Linked DNA regions of Gossypium hirsutum: region 2 is linked to region 1. The links are chromatin contacts, called in public Hi-C maps. All regions are on one chromosome and are shown on one strand. Each heading gives the region's core, a stretch centred on a gene start, on an enhancer-like site or on the middle of the called end of the contact. The rest is flanking DNA. Distances are from core to core; before and after follow the strand shown.

Region 1 (6,338 bases), core at 1,962-4,461:
ATTTCCACTTTCCAATTTAGTCCTTTTCTTTTCTTAAATTTCCATGGATGAATCGTCATAATTATCTACTAACTTATCTTAATGGTCTATTTGCCTTATAAGGACCTCAAATTTTAAATTTCATAGCTATTTAATCCCTTTAGCTATTAGAATTCAACTTTTGCACTTTATGCAATTTGGTCCTTTCTAGCAATTAAACTTGAAATTGTTAAGATTTTCTTAACGAAATTTTCATACGTCATTCCTATCATAATGCAGACCATGCAATAATATTAATTTTTTTACTTGAATTTGTGGTCCCAAAATCACTGTTCCGATTTCCCTGAAAACGGGCTGTTACGACAACATCTCAAAAGAGGTCTAATGTGTATGACCATAGTTCAACTATGGCAATCAATATAGTCTACCAGGACAGTAAACACGAGGTAGTTCGTCGAGACAGTAAACACAAGATAGTCTGCTGGGATAGTAAACATGGGATAGTCCATCAAGACCCTAAAAATGAGATAGTCTGCAAGGATGATAATCGAGGGAAATCACACAAAAGAAGGAAAGATAGAATTGAAAGAAAAGTGCAATTGTTGATGAAACAATGGTTAGCCAGCATATTAGTGATGAATCCGTCGAACGCGGCAAAAGAAATAGAAAAAAAAGTCCGTCAAAAATAGTAATCCTAAAAGCTGGTAAGGCATATGGGTTGGAACCCAACAAGAATCGATCGTGGGAAATGATGCGCCAGTATTGCCTGGTGTTTAGGCAAACAAAAGAGGTTTTGTCCGATGATTTCATATAAGGATCCGCCATTAAGAAACGCCAAAGGGCGTTCAAAGAAACCCTATAGGCTGGAGATTTATCATAAGTATGCCAGTTAGTCTGTAAAAAAAAGGGTTAGTTAGAACCCATTGATAGAGAGAGAGTTGCAAAAAGAGATACACCGAGTGGTAGATATGTTTTTCAAGACTATTTCTCTTTAAGAGGGAAATTATTGAGGAAGTACTAGCCAAATGGCTAGTTCCGTAGGGAACCAACATATAAGAGAAATCATGAACTCAAATGACAATCTGATGGTACTGTAGGTCAAAGTGGTCTACAGCAGACGAGCATGTTACACTTGAAAGTAAGGTATCATAAATAAGGCGAGTTACAACCAATTAGGACTTAGCCCGCCAAAATGGTATGGGTCCTCATTAGATAACCTAACGGAATAATGTCAGCCAGTCTTCCAAGACTATGGTAAGAAAAGGGAGTCTGCCAAGGATTAATCAGCTATGGAATGTTCGCCAAGGAGGACATAACCAAAGGGGAGATTAGGAAGGTAGGCTAAAAGAATACCTTATAAGAAGATGGTGAAAGGAAGAATCCAACATTGGCATAAATGAATGAAAGAATGCAAGTATAGTAAGGACAAAGTCAGTGAATATGGTGTAACACCCAAGGGAACGTAGAAAATAGTCAAAAGGTTATAGGATTTAACAAAGGAAAATTGGTTAACAGTTTAACCACAAATAGATGAGCTCAGTAATTAGATTAAAGACCATTATTTCGAGTTAAGGCAAATTTTCCCCAAAATGAGTAGGGAGTTAAACATATTTAGGTTCTTTTCATTTACTACCCCCATAAGATAGGGTCTTTCGAGTTAAGAGACTCACTAAGTTCTTTTGAACTTATAGAATTTTGGCTTGTGCTTGTATGACTCGTGGGTAATTAATGAACTTGGGAAGGGACCAATCTAGGTCGTGTTGGATTCAAGATCAATTTTAATTTAGTGTCATGCACATAAGAAAAAGGGGGTATCTTTAAAGGCTTGCCTGGGGGTCAATTACATTGTACTTGAGTAGATCTCTTTAGAGCTCGGAAATTTTGAGATAGTAAATTTTCATTTAATTTAAGGTTTCTGGTGTAGGAACATTTATGTTAAGAAATAAAATCAATCTTTAAAATTGTTAAGTAAAAAATTTGTGTTATACAATTTAGTTCATTTGTGGCACCCCGTATCTAGATTCAGAGATCGGGTCGGGTGAGGGTGTTACATTATGATATCAGTTACTCATATACACTATATAAAACTTTGAAAACAGAGAACAAGACAAATCAATTTATTCCTTCATTTTTTTTCATTGTTTCTTCTTTACAAATGATTTGTTTCAATGGTTCATAGATGCATTCTTGACATTTTCCACCCTTGAACTAGTTTTTCCACCATGTAAACCATAGTGGTGGTGCTAGAGAGGGTTGGTTGTGGCCTTGCCCCTCCCCCCTCCCTCGTAAAGTGGTAGAATTGCTTTAGAGCTCCTTTAAAAATTGTAAGAATATAAATTAGTACAATGGTAACATTTCATTTTAGCCTCCTGAAACATTTAAAATTTACTTCCAGCCTCTCCAAGAAAATTTCTGGCGTCACCTCCGATAAACCATCATAAGTAACATTGAACTTGAAGAAAAACTCAAAAGGGTTAAAATATTATTTGGGGCTTGGACTTGGCAAAATTTTTCACATTGGGGCTTGAATTTTTTTTATTCAAGTTAGGCCTTGAATTTGGTAATTATTTCCACATTGAGGCTTGAACTTTTTTGTCCAAGTTAGTCCTTGACAGCCCTAAAGTTCAAGCCTCAATGTGAGAACAATTGGCAAATTCAATCCCTAATATGAAAACAATTATCAAGTTCATGGATTAACTTAGATAAAAAAGTTCAAACCTAATGTAGGAATAATTATAAAATTCAGAGCCTAACTTAGAAAAAATTTAAACCCATAAAAAAAGTTAACAAATTCAATCTCCAAATAATAATTTAATTCCAACTCAAAAATTATCAAAAAAAAGTTACTAACAACTTTAAAGAACACTTAGAAAAAAGAACTACCACCAACTGCAGGTAACTAAAACTGGAACCCAAAAAATGAACAGAACTTATCACGAGCAGTTGCACAAAGAAAAGACTCTGAAATCCCATACCTTCCCTTGAAAAAATTAAGTATAGTTATTAATAGAAGTTTATGTAAGCATGAAGGAAGCGTTGGTGATTAACCGATAAAGTTGTTCTTTTGGTTTTAATTTCATTGTTTATGGTCAAACGCACCTTTCATTATTCAACAATAACCCGACGAAAGTAATAGCGACGGCTTCTATAGGGACAGAAATGAAAAGCTAAAGAAATAGTGGTCGACGTGGCAATTTCCAACGCGGACTCCAAACGTGGTCCCCGACAGTCAACGCCTTTAATATAAATATTCACGCCACTTTATCGGCTCACGTGTAACATCATTTTTAACGGTCCAATCTAACACTTACTTTTTTAATCAACCATCTCTTTGGTTTTAGATCAGAAATATGCCAATACAAGGCATCGAGCTGAGATTTTTTTTTTTATTTTAAATTGTTTACATGCCAATAGAATTTGTATTTTTAATTAATTTCAAACAATTAATATAAATAAAAGTATTTAATAATTTTTACAATAAATAGTTTTGTTTATATTCAAAAGGTATATAAAAATTAAATTGATTTCTGTTTTATATTAATTTATTTAAAATTTATTTATTTTTATATTTAATTTTTTGAAATATTTTATACATTATTAATGTTACAAATAATTTAGATTAATTACTTAAAAGGTATTTAAAATTTATGTTTGATGTTAAATTATCTAAATATCATATAACCTAACAAATTATTTTTAATATCTAAAAAGGACATTCTAACCTTCAACTTCAATAGAAAATATTCTTTTACGACATTTTTGTAGCATACTTTTCAAAAACACTTTTTCTAAAAATGCTTTTCAACTACAATAACGATGGAGAGCTAGCTCTTCCAAACACAAGCCAAAAGCAAGTGAAAAAAGTATTTTTTAACTGCACTTTTGACTCCGAAAATTAAATTTTTTATTGTTTTTGTAGTGAAAAAATACTTTTGAGTTGAAGGTGTTTTTTTACCGCAACAAAGAACATACCTTTTTAAGGTGTTTTAAGTCAACCTATATATTTCATTGATTGGAGATATAAAAATAAAATAAAGGGTAAATTAATTTGTTTTTCACATTAATTTGTGTTTGTTTTTATTTTCATCACTCTATTTTTTTTTAATTTGGTTACTCTAAAAAAAGTTGTTTAAAGTGGTCACTCCATCATTAAATGGTAATGGAAAGATTAACGATACATTTTCACGTATTTTTTTAGGACAACCCAAATAAAAACAACCTCTATTTAAAGTGACTAACAGGTAATTTACCCTAATTTTAGGGTGATTAACATAGAAATGCATAGTCAGCATTCTATTACCATTAACGAAAGAGTTGTCAAATTGGTTGACCAAATTAATAGTAGAAAAATAAAGTGAATGAAATAAAAACGACCTTATTTAGCCCTAAAATAAATCATGTTACCTCATTATATGGTGTTAATTATTTTAAACATATCATGATTGAAAGAATCGAGGTAAATTTTAAGAATCTTTTTGTTAAAATATAATATAGGTCCTTGAATTCTTCACAAATTTAGAATTTAATTTTTGTATTTTTACTTTTAAGAAGTTAGTTTCTCTATTTTTTAGATTTCAACATTTAATTCCAATTTTAACACTTGTTAATTTTTTTCTTAAATTTATTAATGTGATATTATAAATAAAAAAAATACTTACTTAATAATAATGCAACTAACAATTAATGCAACTAAAAAATGACGTTGTAATAAAGTTGAATTTAACAAAATAATCTTAATAATATTAACAATTTGACTTAAATTTAAATTTTAAAAAATAAAAAAAAATTAAACTTTTAAAAATAAAAATATAAAAAATTAAATTTAAATTTAAATTTACCAAAAATATAAGCACTTGTGAAATATTTTAATTTTTTTCTTCTAAAGTATTATCATTATTTAACAAGAAATAGATAGAGAATAGTAAAACTAATGAATACTAAAGCGATGAAAATGACGTGTGACTATAAAATATATACTAACAACTTTGCTTAATCATCATTGCATGCAATAATTGAAGAGTAGTCCGCCACAAAGTTGATGGCATATTGACTTGGTCCAACCTATGAAAAATGCAACAGACAAACCAGTTCGGATAATCTGGATTATACTTATATCTAGAAGTATTATTGTTACTTGAAAAGGATGTAGGTTAGTTGAAGGCATTTTAGCATGTAATTATCCTCAACCTTAAGGTTTGGAGGATTATTGATAGTTTAGCATCACAGTTTTTTATTTTTTTCGGCTTTCTCATTCGGATTGCAAAAATGTTGAAAATAATGAAGCGGGTTTGGGCAAGCGATTAATTATTAGAAATCAACTATTATGTTTAGCTTTAACACTCTCCTCTTCATGTGTGAGTCCATCATAGCAACTTTGGGGGTTACTGCCCCTCTTAATTATGGTTGCTATCTTAGGTTTCCATCTTTAATTGCTCGTAACAAGAAGTAGATTTTTTCCTTTGTGCGGGAGAAGCTCAGTAAGCGCATCTTTTGCTAGAAGAATAAGGTACTTCTAAAGCTGGGGAAAGAGGTACTACTTAAAATTGTAGCTCAGTCCATTCCTGTCTTTTGTATGAATGTTTTTTGTTGCCTTTTAATATGGGATGAGCTAAAGAAGATGATGAACTCTTTTTAGTGGGGTTCGAGCTCTTCTGACCGTAGGGGCATTCATTGGGCGGCTTGGGACAAGTTATGCGCTCCTAAAAAGTTTGGTGGCATAGATTTCTGGAATTTATGTTGCTTCAATTTGGCCATTCTTGGCAAACAAGCTTTTCGATTTCGTTCGAATCCCAATACGTTGCTATCTCGTCTCTACGAAGCTAAATATTTTCCTAATGGTAACTTTCTTGAAGCATATGAGGGATCAAATCCATCCTACGTATGGCAGAGCCTATTGGCTACTAGGCCACTACTAGTACAAGGCTGTCGTTTGCAGTTTGGGGATGGTGGCAGTATTGAGGTTTTTAACCACCTTAGGATTAATGATGATGAGAATTTTTTTGTGGAACCATTGCCTCTCCCGGGTATGGAAAATTTAAAAGTGAAAGATATATTAATTGTTGATGATAGGTCTTGGGATAAGGATTTTATTGAAGTCATTCTTACACAATTTGATGTTGGACGTGTTTTGTGGCTACTAGTTCCGTATTACCCAATGATGGATTATCTTGTCTGGCATTTCAATATGGATGGGAATTATTTTGTTCAATCCAGCTACAAATTAGCATTGACCACCACCATGAATATTGAGCAACATTTGTAGAAGAGCCTAGGTCGATTTTGTGGGATAGCTGGCTTGCCCCAAAGGCAACGAACTTTGTTTAGCAATGTCTATGTGGCTTTGTTCCTATGAAAGCTCG
Region 2 (6,338 bases), core at 1,461-3,960, 41 kb before region 1:
ATATGCTTGTATACCAAAAGCTTCTCAGTTTCATGCTCCAAGCAGTGCCCCAAAAGCAGGACAAATCTTGGGTGAGAAAGCTTTCTGAATAAATCCAATTCCATCATGTATGATTCTTTCTTGAAAGAACTCAAACTGACCCTTTTGATGACCACTGGGATCCCAGCTTCCAAGATACCACGAAATAGGTCACCTGAGTGGCCCTGCTTAATAAGATTCGTCTCACTAAAATTATCAGTTGCTAGGAGCAACTGCTCATATGTAAATGGATCTCCAGCACCAGCTATTGTAGGATCTTTCGGAAGTTGAGGACTATCCCCTTCAGGAACAGGCCCAACATCTGCATTCCTTCTTTGATTTCCAATGCCCTTATTGTGCCTCAAGACGAGCACTAGAATCAGAACCAATAGTACAATGAAGCCAAGTCCTCCAACTACTCCAGCCAAAATAAATATCAACCGTTTCCTGCTCTCCGAACTAGATTCTGCAGGAGGTGGCTGCATTGTGTCGGGTGCTCCAAAATTATCAAAACTTAGCCCTCTATCAGTGTAAAAAAGTCTACAATCCTCCAAAGTCCTCTGTTTCAAAGCCTGAAGGCAATTCCTGTCAATAATAGCGTATCTTTTCGTGTTGTTTACTACTACCTTGCCTTCAAAATAGTTGCCAGAGAGATCAATGAATCTGAACATCCCGAGTGAAAAATTCAAAGTTCCATAAAAGAAATTGTTCGACAGATTGAACATGGCAGCTGTAGTAGCACTAATATTAGATCTAAGACCCGGAAATGGACCAGTAAAGTTGTTGCTTGATACATCAAGGGACTGTAATTTAGGCATTGACCAAATTGTAGCATTAAGAGCACCATCAAGCTTATTCCTACTCAAATCCACAACTTGCAACTCAACAAGACTTGAAAACAAATCGACTGGCAGACGTCCTTCTAGCTCATTATCCTCCATTATCATCATTTTTAAACTCCTTAACATCTTTAATTCCTCCGGCAACGAACTGTACAAAGAATTCCTACTAAGATCAAGCTTAACCAGCCTTGAAAGATTGCCAAACTGAATAGGAATTGAACCAGAAAGATTATTATCTGAAACATTGAACACTTGAAGACCTCGTAAAGTGCCTAAACTAGGTGGAATTGACTCAGATAAGTAATTTGAAGCAAGTTCAAGCCTTTCCATGTTTCCAAAAGACCCAAAACTTGAGGGAATCGAACCGGTAAGCGAATTAACCGAAAGATCAAGAAATTTTAAGTTCCTTAATAGTCCCAATGTAGCAGGAATCAAACCAGCAAGATTGTTATCATGAAGATACAAAGAAGTGAGTCGACTCAAGTTACCGAGCGTACCAGGGATTGAACCGGAGATATTGCATGAGCGGAGATCAAGAACCTCGAGATTAGCCAACCGGTTTCCGAACGAATCCGGTATTGACCCGGGAAGCGGGAACCCAGAGGCATTGAAGGAAACTAACCGGGCCAAGTTAACCATAGAATCAACATTGAACTTGGGACTGAGTCGTCCAAGTCTGGTTCTTTTTAAACCGGAAACACTGATTTTGGAGACGGAGCCGTTCCGACATTCGATACCGAGCCACGACGAGCAGGGGTCGGACTTGATGGGCCAATCTTTGCCTCGGAGACCTAAAGATGCGCGGAGATCCAGCAATGCCCGCCGTTCGATTGGAGAACTTAACCGAGCTTTCTGAGCTACCACGCACTGGATCAAGAACAAGATTACAGCTAACAAGAATATTGATAACGCATTTCTTTGAGCTTCCATTGATAATGCGAAGCTGATGCTGATGAACTTCAATGGCGGCTAAGTGTCTAACTCATCTTCTTCCTAACAAAATAAAAATCTGTTAGTTTCGTATGTTTACCATTACCATTACTATCAGAGAGCTCTCTTTCTCTTACTAATCTGTGCATTTTATGTTCTTACTTGATTTACAGAAAGTAAAATTAAAGAAAAAAAGAGGGGGGGGTTATTAAGTAATAACTATTACTCAAAAATAGAGAGAGAAAAAATTAAAAAAAATTCTTATTCTTGGTAAATTCTTACCACCAATCACGAGCTTTGATTCTGCATTCGATGTTGTTTACCGCCGATCCCGAATTAATAATAATTTATACAAATAAAAGAAAAATCAAATAGAACTTGATGTATTAAATCCAAAAGAAATTCAAAGAAAAAATGAATGATGGCACGGGGTTTTAAGGGAAGGGAGGGTCAGGTGACATTAATGAGATGAAAGCAAAAAAATGAGGGAAGGGTTTGTTTGCCCAACCGCAGGGCTTTCTGCAAATACAGTTTTACTTTACTATCCACCGGAGCTATTTAGTGAACCTACCATTTCAACAAACTCAAAAGACTCTAAACCTTTCAATTTGATTATTACTACTCACTCAGAGCATCAATGGTGATATGGAGTTTTATGCTTCATTGACTTGGAATTCTTTTTTTCCACTCAAATTTTGTAAAAAATTAACTAAAATTGTTCAAATAAATTATTATACCTTAAAAAAAGAAAAGGTGGAATCTTGATCCTGAAAACCCACTCAGCCTATACCCAACAACAATATGGAATAATAAAATAAAAAAGGGTGAATCCTTTCGTTTTCACATCATAATCAATCAAAATACAAAGTGTTGTAAGTGGCAAATAGAGTGGGGATATATGGATCAAGTCTTAAAAGTCTTCTTCAGCGACATTTACCTGATGAAATTTGTGCTTTATTATTACTCTACCTTCATCAACTATTCTTATTTCTTTTTCCAATTATATGATATTTGAAGTTGGATAATTTTCACACTCGAGCCATTTAGATTTTAAGTTTTTTCTTTCACTTACCCATCCTATTTGAAGAGAGTTTCACTTATAATTGTCTCTTTATTTGTTTATTTTTTCACTTTTAATTACAAAAAATAAAAAATAAAATTAAATCAAATATATTTAACTTCTTTCATTAAAAAATTAAAATTAAATCCAATTAAAAGTAATCATTTTAAATTTATTAACCTTGATATAATTCATTAAATTAAATCAAGCGATCAAACTTTTGATTTTGAGCAAAACATTGATGAAATTTGTGTTTATAAACGTATTGTGGATGGAAAGCTAGTTTTTCTAATTCTGTATGTCGATGACATTCTACTCATTGGAATGTTGTAGATAAATTGTCATCGGATTGTGGTTAACCCAACAATTTAGTATGAAAGATTTAGGTGAATCTAACTATGTTCTAGGAATTTGAATACTTAGGGATAGAAAGAATAAAGTGATAGCTTTATCGCAAGGTTCATAAATAGACAAGCTATTGAAACGTTTTACAATGATCAATTCAAAAAAGGGATCATAACCTTTTGTTTTGAGATTTGATTTTTTCTTTAGAAGACTATCTCAAGGTAGCAAAAGAAAGAGAACATAAGAGAAAAGTTCCTTATGCTTTATGGCATTGGCAGTAGGAAATCTCATGTATGTTATGCTATTATACCCACGTCTAGATGTTTGTTATGTAGTAACAATGGTAAGTCAATATCAAGTGAATCCCGATCCAAAACACGCGCAAAAAATTAAGCATATACTCAAGTATTTATGGAGAACTAAGGATTACATGCTTGTATATTTCAGAGGGGATTTAACTCCTATCAGATATATAGACTCTGATTTTAAAACGTGTTGAGATTCGAGGAAATTGACATTGAATTGTGTCTTTATCCTTGGCGACGAGTCCATAGTGTGGAGAAGTGTCAAGCAAGGCTGTAACACCTAATACCCGACCCAATCATCAGGTCCAGGTACAAGATGAGACAATAACCCAATAACTCAACACTATTTAAAATTCTACATTCGTTTCATACTTGAACAACTTAAATTTCAAAACCAAACTATTAAGATCCGTACAAAACTGGCGATAATTTTTACAATTTCGATTCCCACATCCATTTATAAGTTTCAAATTAAGACTCAGTTACTAACACAATCACTTAAATCCTGAGGCGTGGCCTCCAAGGAAACCCCTCTCTATATATGAAATAGCTATCACTCCCACCTCTAACTCTGGTGGGGTTTGGCTTAGTCCCTCCTCTTTATTTTCAAGTCATTATCTATCCTATACCCAATCAATAATTTTATAAGTTCAGAAGAACTTAGTGAGATATGTACATAAAATTCATGGAAGATTGCTTAAATCTTAAGAAAATAAGACTCTATGTACAGAATTAAACTCCCTGAATTTTATAGGAGGATTCGCGAACTTAGTCGATAAGGCCAATGCCTCATTCTCTCTGAGTCGCTTATTGGCAGACGTAGTCTCTGGACTGGTCATAACCATGTTCTATCTAGAGATGTTCTCTCATGGGTCTTACCCTATTTTATTGTTGTTCAGACTTATGTTATACCACTTTCATGTTATGTCACATCCTTGGTACCTGTATTCATTATTTCTGACTGACGACAACGATTGGCGTCCACCTAGTATTTGCCATAATTACAGATCCTTACCTACATAAGATATCTTTCTAATATCTTCTTTTTCTTGGCGGACTAGTGCCCAAGATGTAACTCCATAGTACTTATTCTTTTAATCCCATCTTTCAAGGTACTCCAATGGATAGGTAGTTCCTGGCGTACCATTTCATACTCAGGTATTCATTGGTCGTTTTCACTCTTGGTAGACCTACAAGGTATCTCCATATTACATGGCCTTAATGGACTCCCTCTTCTCACTATTTTTTGGAGGACTCTCTACCATAGTAGTTCCCAGCGGACTTCTTTGTTATTAGTCTTAGTGGTCTTTTCTTTGCATTATGTAGTCCTAGCTAGGCATACTTTCCTGGAAATTTTTTGGCAGACTTTATTGGTCATTCAGCCTTGTGCGGGCATTTTCTCCTATAAGGTCTCTTGATGGACTTCTCACCCTTTCGATTATCTCTTTGCCAATTGCCGAATTAAGACCTTAACCTATAATAATCCCTTTCGTATCTGTTCAGCCAATGTGGGTTTCGTGATATTTCTGGCGGATTCTTACTGGTAGGTACTAGTACTATGTATGCTAATTTGTTTAAGGAATTTCTCCTTTTTTTTGCACAAACCGGTGTTGAGGCATTTCTTTCGCTTCACTCTCCATTTCACTTTGGCGAGTCCTCGTGTTATCCCGTTTGCTTGCGTTCCCCAAACGTGCCAAGACCATTCTGTCTCGCAACTTGACATAAGTCACACCGCGACTTCTTCTTTATTCTTTGGTTGGATTATTGGTTTACTGTCTTGCAATCCCCATATGTTGTCATAACAGATATATGGTCTTAAACATGTAATCCCCATGTTTAATGGCCTAAAGGAATCCATGTGTTGTCATAGCTGAGCTATGGTCTTACACATGTAATCCCTATTTTTAATGTCCTGGCGGACTCTATTAGTTGCCATAGCTGAGCTATGATCTCACACCTTAACCTCTTTCATGGTGTTGCCTCGAAGGATCGTATCGCTGTCACAGTGTTGCTCCATAGAGTCGATAGACCGTCGTCATGGTGTCACTCTAGTGAACCAATAGATAACATTTCACGATGCCATCCAAACTCTATTGAATCCCCATTTCAATCTGCCCATTCATCCATTACACCAATTTTTACTATCTTCATCTACCTCGACAAGGTAAGTACCTCCGCACTCTGTATATAAACTACTCATACATTTCATGCAAACAAGGTACTTGATACATAACACAAAGTATGCCATATATATTCAACACCACGTGATAATCGTTTGACGTTCAATTATCATACTTACAAATATTCACATACTTATACAAGGTTATGCATTCACAACATGCTCAATCACCATTTTTACACACAACAATAGATTTAGACAACCCAGAATAGTCACAACACAAATAATTCATCAACTCAATTTCCTTACCCACCTTAAGTAGAGTACAAAAACTCACTTTGTTTCCTTTATCCTCGTCAGCTTAGCTTGTCTAAACACTAGAGCCTCCTTTATCTTGGCAACTAAGCATGGCAATCATTTATCTGTTAAATCGAAGGTAATTAGCCTTAAACATCAGAACCAGTTTATAGAAACTTATTAGGAGCTCTAGCCCTCCCTCTTTCTCAAAATATCGAGTATAGAAAGGTTAAAAAACTTACCAATTTCTCAATTTCTCTACATCCAGACTTCACTTCTCACAACTTCGGCTCTATGTAGAGCTCTCCTATGTTCTCTTTTTTGGAACAATTGAAGAAGAAAATATAAGTAAGAAGAAAGTTTGTAAACAGAATTAGGAGAGGATTTTCTTTTGTAAGAATATCCACTTTCACTTATATATA

What was found. A called contact is a pair of places that touch in the nucleus more often than the background predicts.
Region 2: a Hi-C map of leaf shows a contact between it and region 1, with 1.6 times the contacts expected there. The contact joins the promoter of LOC107922304 here to the enhancer-like site in region 1. A contact is called at or near these places in 4 of 34 Hi-C or Micro-C datasets (callus, fibers and leaf).

What each region holds. Positions count from the first base shown.
Region 1 is chrD01:19,305,999-19,312,336 of Gossypium_hirsutum_v2.1, reverse strand. No RefSeq gene overlaps it. Among protein-coding and RNA genes, the nearest start is that of LOC107922585, 34 kb to the right of the region's middle. Within about 2 kb of position 3,211, at least 3 of the 9 cell types and tissues checked have an H3K27ac peak or open chromatin away from gene starts, as enhancers often do. A contact at or near this core is called in leaf, where this site is marked.
Region 2 is chrD01:19,346,465-19,352,802 of Gossypium_hirsutum_v2.1, reverse strand. LOC107922304 (probable LRR receptor-like serine/threonine-protein kinase At2g16250) reads right to left here and starts at 2,710. Exons shown (of 5, transcript XM_041087259.1): 1 at 2,073-2,710; 2 at 1-1,849. The coding sequence starts at 1,790.